Regions from separate parts of the Ovis aries genome. Here region 1 is linked to region 2. A link is a contact called in public Hi-C data. All regions are on one chromosome and are shown on one strand. Each heading gives the region's core, a stretch centred on a gene start, on an enhancer-like site or on the middle of the called end of the contact. The rest is flanking DNA. Distances are from core to core; before and after follow the strand shown.

Region 1 (4,118 bases), core at 219-2,718, 100 kb after region 2:
CCCGGGGCGCTGGGAAGAGCGCCAGGCAGAGAAAGAAAGGCGCTTCCCCTCGGCCGCGCGGGTCGGTCCGGCGCCGCGGAGGACAAGGAGGAAGAGGCGATCGCGGCCGCCCGGCTGTCGCTGCGCCGCGCCGAGTCCCCGCCGCCCGGGGCGCGCCCTCGCCAGCCCCTCCTGCGAAACTTTTTCTTTTGGGTTCGCCCCACCCGAAAAGTGCGGCCAGGGCGGGGGAGGCGGGCGGGGGAGGCGGGCGGGCGGGCAGGGTTCGCGGCGGCCGCGGGCGAGGAGGAAGTGGTGCCGGCGGGAGCGCGGCCGGGCAGAGGAAATGCCCGGCCAGCTCGGCCCCCGCCCGCGCCCGTCGCCCGGCTCGCCCCGGGCCCCCGCCCCGCTGCGACTTTGGCGGGCCGAGCCCGGCGCGGCAGTGGCGGCGGCGGCGGCGGCAGATGTGGCCCGGCTGCCCGGAGGAGCCAACAATGCGGGGCCGGCAAAACAAAAGGGTTCCACTTCGCCTGCGTTCCCGTCTCTCACTTGCGCTCCCGGGGCGCCGCGCGGGATCCCCTGCCAGCAGGGGCCGCTCCCCTGGGGGCCCGGAGGCGCGCGCGCCCCGTTTTCCCAGCGGACCCCCCGCTACCCTCCCCCGCCCCCGCCCCGCAGGCCCCAGGCCCCGTGCGCTCGAACTCCCGGTCCCGGGGGATCCGGCCGTATTGTCCCCGCGGCGCGCCGCGCGCTCGGCCTGGGTCGCTGGCGGCCCCCGCGCGCGCGCGCACCCACCGGCCTCGGGGAACGGGAGCCGGGGGCGCCTAGGAAACCGTCGCCGAGACGCCGCCGCCGCCGCTGCCCTCCGGACGCCGCCGCGCTCGGGGTTTCTTTTTTTTTTTTTTTTGCCAATCCTGATGGGAAGGAAGGTGACCGCCTACTTCGCATTCATCAACTCTCATCACAACAACAAAAATCCTGGCGCAAACAGCGGCCAGCGGGCGCGATCGGCGGCGGCCGGTGGAGGGGGGGGGGGGGGTACGGCAGGCAGGGACCCCCAGGCCTGGGCCCACCCCTCGATCGCCGAGCGGGGACACCGGGCCGGGGGTGGGGGGGCGCAGACCAAAGATGTCCTCGGATGCCGGCTCGGTGTCCTTCGCCCTCCTTCTCCTCCCCCAGTGGCGCAGTGAGGCGCGGGCGCGGCGCCCCCCAGCCCGCGGCCGCAGGTGAGACGGGGGCGGCGGCGGCCCCATCCCTCCCCCGGGGCCCCCCCTTACCTCGTCCCGGGCCGCCGGCGTCCACGGCGAAGGGCGCCCACCCGGGAGGCGGCGGCGGCAGCGGCGGCGGCTCCCGCCCCTTCCACCCCACCCGGCGGCGGCGGCGGCGGCGGCTGTGCGGGCCCCCCGGGTCAGCGCGGCATGGCTCCCGGCTCCGTCCCTCGCTCCTCGGGCCGCCGCCGGCTCCTCTGGGCCGCTCCCGGGCCACCTTAAAATGACACACGCACACAGGGACACACACACAAAAACTTAATCTCTCCAGCTCCCCGCCCCTCCCCCTCCCGGCCTCCCCCTCCCGGCCTCCCCTCCCCTCCCCTCCGCTCCCCACCCCAGCCCTCCCCTCCCCTTCCTCCTCCTCCCCTCGCCGCCGAGCCTCTTCCTACTTCCCCACCCACCCCACCCCCTTCCTCCGCCCACCCGGCTCCCGATCCTCCCCAGCCCGGTCCCGGCCCCGCGCCCGCCCGCCGGGAGGGGGCCGTGCTGGGGGTCCCCGGCCCGCAACCGCCCCACGCCGCGCTCACCCCCGAGAAGATGCTGCTTCCAACTTGGATCGGGTTGGGTGGGGGGGCGGGGGAAGGGAGCGTCCGGGAAGCCGAGCGCCTCCCGGCTATTTGCTCTTCTTTATTTGTTTTCTCCTCCGGGGAAGGAGGAGGAAAACGGAGAGAAAAGGAAAGGGAAAGAAGCGGCGCGGCCGCGTCTCGCGGTGGCCGCCGGCTGCGCAGGAGCGAGGCGGGAGGCGAGGTGAGGGTCGCCGCTCGCTCACTCCTCGCTCCCTTTTTTTTTTTTTTTTTTTTTTTGGGCAAAGGCGGGGTCTCTCTTTGCAAACCAATGACACAACCCCACATGGGCCGGCCTCGCCCCCTACAGATACTCCTCACTACAAATCGGCTCTCTCGGGGGATTAGTGGCTCCGCGAAAGTGCACACGGGCACGGCAGGCGGGCGAGGGGGCCGGGCGCGGCGGGCACTCCCCGGCCTGGCCCCGCCCGGGAGGCCCTGGAGACGCGCTGGGGCCTCGGGGCAGGGGCCGGGCGGGGTTCGGGGAGGGGGGGTCCGGCCCTCCAGCCGCCCTCCTTCCTCCTCCGCCCCTTCCACGTGGGGCCCCGGGCGGCCGGCCACGTGGGGGGACTCGAGTGCGCGCGGGCCTTGGCGCGGCGCCCCAGGGTGGCCCTGGCTCCCAGGCCCGCGACGCCGACCTGCCCCCTTCCCGGCCCCGCGGCTCCAACTTCCTCCCGGGCCCCTCCGCCGGCCGCTTCTGCCTTCTCAGGCCCGCGGGGTCAGGCGCGGGCCGGCCACAGGGGGCACTTGCGCTCCCCAAATCTGGATCCTGGAGACGCTTGCCCGCGCCTGGCCCGAGGGGCGGCGGATGGCTGTGGGTGCGCGCGGAGGGAGCCCGATGTGCTGGAACTCGCAGCGGTTGTGTTCCCTACGAGAAGCAAAACATTTTTTACACATTAAAAAAAAAAAAAAATGTTCCTTCCTGTTGCCTGGATCTCGCCGGGGCTATTTTTAAAGCCTTGCCTTTAGGTGGGAGCTCCGGGCCCCGCGGGACGGAGGCGCTGTGCTGCTGGGTCCCCCCCCCTCACCCCGCCTCAGAGTCGGGGACCTGGGCTCGCGCGCCGTCCCGAGGCCGCGAGGTTGGTGTCTGGACACCAAACCTGGGATCCAGGCCGAGAGCCGGCTGCATCTACATCCCACGCCCGTGGCCCGCGGCGTTGGAGCGCGGTTTGCTGGAGGGACTCCGCGATGCGGGCTGGGAGGGCTCTTTTCCCTGCGACTCAGAAGCCCACCGACTCTCATCTCTCGCCCCCAAGATCGGCCGCGCGTCCTCCGAGGGCCCCCGGTGTGGGCTGAACGGAGCCCTTCGTCTCCATCTGTTTAAAAACCATATTGAGATGTTACGAAGTGGATTGAGATGTTGAGCTGGAAAGGCGTGGAGAGGGGTGTGAGGCCCGGCCTCTGCAGGCCGCCGGGGCAGCGGTTCCCGGAGCCGAGTCGCCGGGTTTGGCTTCCCGCGTACCCGGGAGCGCACCACGCCCTAAGAATCGGAGGCAACTTCAGCCGGGGCCTGGGGGTCAGAGAAAGGGCCCCCGAACCGCGGGGTCCTGTTCTGCTTCCCCAAGAGGCCTCTCGGTCTATTAACATTTTTAAAACCCCTACTCAGGCCCGCAGCGTGTGCTAAAGTGCGCCCAGGTTGGCAGGCGCGACCGGCCTTGTGGGGGTCCTGACTCCCGATGGTTGCTTTATCATCCAACAAAAGGTTTTCGAACCCTACTGAAGACCTCCTAGAAGGGGCGGCAGGGCGGGACGAGGCTTTTCACACCCTCTAGATCACAAAATTCTGTTACTAGGTCCCAAGCTCGTTTTCTGCCTGACCCTATTAAGCCCCGGAGGGCCAGCTGGAATGGCTCCGGTTCCGCTGAAAAACTGCCAGAGCCGCACTCTTAACGGTTCCCGTCTTCTGACCACCCCGCACCCCCAGAAACATCTTCGAGGCGCTCCTCTCCCGAGCAGTTTTGCCTCAAGGTCATGGCGCCCAAGATAGTTCTAGATTAAACCGGGACCCCACCCACCCTAGACTACTGGACTACTGTTATCTGCTTTTCTGCCTTTTAGGCATAAACTATAATAACCAGAAAGATTTTCTGCTTGCTTATTTCACTGATGATGTTTTGGTTCTGAGTGGCCCTCTTTTCACCCAGAAAGCGCAGAAAGTCAGCTGCTTTTTTTAGATCGCTTGTTCAACTTGTATGTCTACATGAATTTGACCTAAACTTAGAAAATACTGTGTTCATTGTTTTAAGAATGTTTAAAAAAGAAAAAGGTATCCTCAGAACCAAAACTTATTTCTCATTTCAACTTGATAACC
Region 2 (3,951 bases), core at 1,444-3,943:
AGAGTTGGACACGACTGAACGACTGAACCACGTCTGTCAAACTCACCAGTACGGTCGTTTAACAGAAAGACAAAAGAGGTAATACATCTGTACCGCAACGGCGCCAAGTTTCTATTACCTACAGGACAGAGAATGCTAACAAGAGGCCGGCTGGCTGCTGTAAATCCCCGGCTGCCCACACTGACATGAGGGGTGTCTGTGATATATCCGGCTATGTAAACCCTAGGTGAGCTCCATTCTGTGCACACCAGCGATGCCCACAGGCCTGGAGAATGGGGTGGCTTGCGGTGTTTTCACCCAGATGCGCCCATAAATTCCAGGGCTGCGCTCAGTGTGCACAGAGTTAACTCGGGCGCCCTGGGGTCTCCACTCTGACGCACACACACCCATAAATCTGGGACATTAAAAAGATCTCCCCAGGACGGGGCCCCACATTAAGAATTCAGCCTTGGAGGCCACCCCTCTGCATGGGAATGCACTGGATAAACAGGCCCTTGTGCTTTCTTATTCTTAGAAGAAGTCCTTGAACTGCAACTGCTATTTAAGCGGAGAGCAAAAAGGAGGCAGGTGACATGAAAGTCAATCAGCAGAGCGTTTCAGAGATTCCCGCATGAGAAAGGGCAGAGGGGAGCTTAAGATACCAGCAAGCCTGCCTGGAACCTGAGGGGCAAAAAAGGGGTGTACGGAGAGTAACACACAGTCGTCCACATATGCTCACGTGGTCCTTGGTGATTTCTTGGAACCATGGCATTTCTAGAACATTCTTTGGCCCTCAGAGAGAGACTGAACCCCCAGCTCGTATTTGTGTTCACCCCCTGTAACTCCCCGGTCACCCCAGCTTCAGTTAGCCACTGCCCCAGTCTATCTAACATGACTCCCTGCTGTGGGAGAGCTAGCTCCCAGACCCTGAGGGAGGGAGCAGCCATAGAAGGAAGCCAAGAGCAAGATCAGCAAAAGAGAAAAACTGGTCTGTGAACACATTAGACCAAGTCCAGACAGAAGGGACCCAGCCCCCAGAAGGGCTCCTCGGGGGAGTGGGACCGTGCGATAGGGAGGCCTCCCTCAGTACAGTTTGCATCCACAGCTGTTAGTTTAACCACAGCGACCACTCAGGGAGGATTTAATGTGCTGCAGGCTCGGCTCCAAGCGCTTGCAGAGGGTTAGCTCCAGCACACAGACAGCCCGAAAATACATCCTGCGGCCCTGAATCCCACAGCGACGGTGTCTGGCGGCACACGGCACGCCCCACCCTGTCCCCCACCCTGTCGCCCACTTCGGTCACCACACGGGCCCTGGGGGAGGCTTTGGGCAAGTCCCCAGCACCCCAGCTGTCACAGGGCAGAGGCACAACCCCGATCCCAGGCACTTCCAGGAGAGTGAGCCCAGAGGAAGCCTAAATCCCCCCAGATAAGTCACAACCCGGGGCCCCACACCACCTCGAAACACCCTCTTCTCAGGATCTGCTGGTCTCCAAGCTATCGTGTGAAGGCCGAAACAGCAGCATCACCTTCCAGCTTCCAGAACAGATCTGGCCTCTGGTCAGATGGTGGTGGGCTGTTCTGCAGAAGGGGTGTCAGTTTCAGAAACTTCCACGGGCCTGGGACCCCAGCTTGATCCCTCCCAACCCCACTACAGGGAAGGGCTTGTCTGAGTCCCACAGGTCAGGCCCTGCCTCCCGGTCATCCTGGGCCCCCAGGGCTTGATGAGCTGTGATCACACCTAGACCCAAGTGCAAAGTTGCCAGATCCTAGAAGTTTCCCTCATAGTGAGGTGGTTGGGTCCTTCACTGCAATCTTGGGTTATTAGTCTTCATTACACCTCTCTTTTTCAAGGTGTGTTTTTTTTTTTTTTTTTAGTGTGAACCATTTATAAAGTCTTTACTGAATTTTACAATACTTTTTAAAATAAATACTTTGGCATACATCAACATGAATCAGCCACAGATATACATTTGAATGTCTCTTCTTAAACCTCCCTTCCACTTGCCACCCCATCCCACCCCTTAGGCTGTCAGAGCGTCATACAGCAGATTCCCACTGCCTATCTAATGCTACGTACAGCATCAGATATGTCTCCATGCTACTCTCAATTCAACCCACCATCTCCTTCCCGCACCGGGTCCCCAGGTCTGTTGCTATATCTGTGTCTCCGCTGCTGCCCGGCAAAAACAGGTTCATCTGTTTTATGTTTTGTTCCCATGTGGGTCCTTGCCGCCTGATGAGGGATGGAACCTACCACACCTCCTGCATTGGAAGGCAAAGCCTTAACTCAACCACTGGACACCAGGAAAAGGCCCTACATTACGCCTCAAGGTGGAAGCCGTAGCTCTCCACGGTGGGTCTGCCCAGCTCTATGGGACCCACGGTGGGCTCAGCTCCCTCCCGACTAGGTCTGGGGACAGAAGAGAGACCTGCTCAAACAGGAGGCAGTGCTTTTATTCTCAGAGGGGAACTCAGCAAGGGTTAAATGAATTTTTAGCAACACAACTTATGAAAACGGCCCCAATACGATTTGATGAGGTCAGCGAGTAGAGAGGCCTAATGACACTTGTAAGAAAAAACATCTGTCGGTGTCGAAAGGTCGGCAGGAAGTGAGTGGGACTGATGCGGCTCTGATTGGCCAGAACTACACTCCTAGAAAGAGAGACACATGGCTTAACTTAGCCCAGAGGAACAAAAAGCCCCTTTCAATTGTCCTTGGACCAACCCCGCCCCCCGCTACACAAGAGGCCAGCCCCTGAGCTGAGAAATCCGTCCAGGACCCTGACTGGCAATTAGGTCTTTGTTCACCCGCTGGCTGATCAGCCAGAGAGGCCAAAATATTCCTGAAGGAGCAGTCATCTTTAAAGGGAATGAGGTTCTTAACAAAATCCCCAGTTTTACTTTTTGGTTGGAAAACAACAGGGGTCAGTCGAATAGCAAATATTTCAATAATCTATCACTGCGAAAACCAAAACAAAGGAGTTTTGGAAAAACAGGAAATCTTGGTACATAACATGGCTTAAACTGGGGCCAAAATCATCTGCTGACAAAACCCAGCCTCCAAAGCCTCTTGGCCTGATCCGTCCAGTTTGAGTGCACCCCGTAAGCCTCCTAGGGACCCTGCCCTGTTCCCTCGGGTGACAGGCTGGCCTGGCCTTTGTCCCTCTGACTCAGGACACAGGGCTGGGGGGCCTGCTTCCTTTCCACAAGCTCAGAGGAGGGTCTTGGGAGGAGCCCTGCCACTGCAGGAACCAGGCCTGGGGCTTTTCATGAACCGGGGCCCTTTCAAGCATCTCACTGGAGTCACATAAAACGAGGAGGCCTTCTGGAATTAGTGTTCTGTTTATCCTTTGTAGACAGTTAGCAGAGCTGGGTTACACAGAAGCCCGGACTCTCAAGCAGACAGCCTGCAGGTTTTACCTGAACTCAACCCCCTGTGCAGCCTGCAGAGACTGTACCCAGCTCCATCCACGTCTGGAAGTCTGAGCCTCCTCCCTCCTACCAGGCAGGAGAGGACTCAGGAATTTACTTTCCAATCTTCCCAAAGACATCCACTTTCAAGAGGATAGGCACAAAAAAGGTTTCAAAGAAAGGGACTGAAAGTTCTTCAGTTGACAGGTAAAGCTAACCCTGCCACTGCCAACTCCACTCCATCCCCACAAATTTCTGCCTTTTCTTTACTAGTCACCAAGCACCAGGAGGACGGTGGCAACACGGCTCGGGGTGACCACGTATCATCACCGAACATTTGTTAAAACGTGAAACCAGACAATGTGTGCTGAAAGATCACAGAACCGAGCCAGCCAGATTCTGAGACACCTCCCCACCACCAAGCTCCACTTCCCAGGGCACGCTGATTCTCTAGACCTGCAAAATGTCTCTTTACCAACAGGAAAGGCAGAAGCGGTTTCTGTGTTCTAATTATAAAAAAACGGTCTGCTATGTTGCATTACGTAACTTTTCTACACAG

The links. A called contact is a pair of places that touch in the nucleus more often than the background predicts.
Region 1: a Hi-C map of hypothalamus shows a contact between it and region 2, with 2.6 times the contacts expected there. The contact joins the promoter of CTBP2 here to the enhancer-like site in region 2. A contact is called at or near these places in 8 of 16 Hi-C or Micro-C datasets (blood, hypothalamus, muscle and 3 more).

What each region holds. Positions count from the first base shown.
Region 1 is chr22:44,203,288-44,207,405 of ARS-UI_Ramb_v3.0, forward strand. It overlaps CTBP2 (C-terminal binding protein 2), which reads right to left and starts at 1,469. Exons shown (of 10, transcript XM_060404577.1): 1 at 1,251-1,469.
Region 2 is chr22:44,099,033-44,102,983 of ARS-UI_Ramb_v3.0, forward strand. The region is part of intron 1 of CTBP2 (C-terminal binding protein 2); the gene reads right to left. Among named protein-coding and RNA genes, the nearest start is that of CTBP2, 100 kb to the right of the region's middle. Within about 2 kb of position 2,694, at least 20 of the 54 cell types and tissues checked have an H3K27ac peak or open chromatin away from gene starts, as enhancers often do. A contact at or near this core is called in hypothalamus, where this site is marked.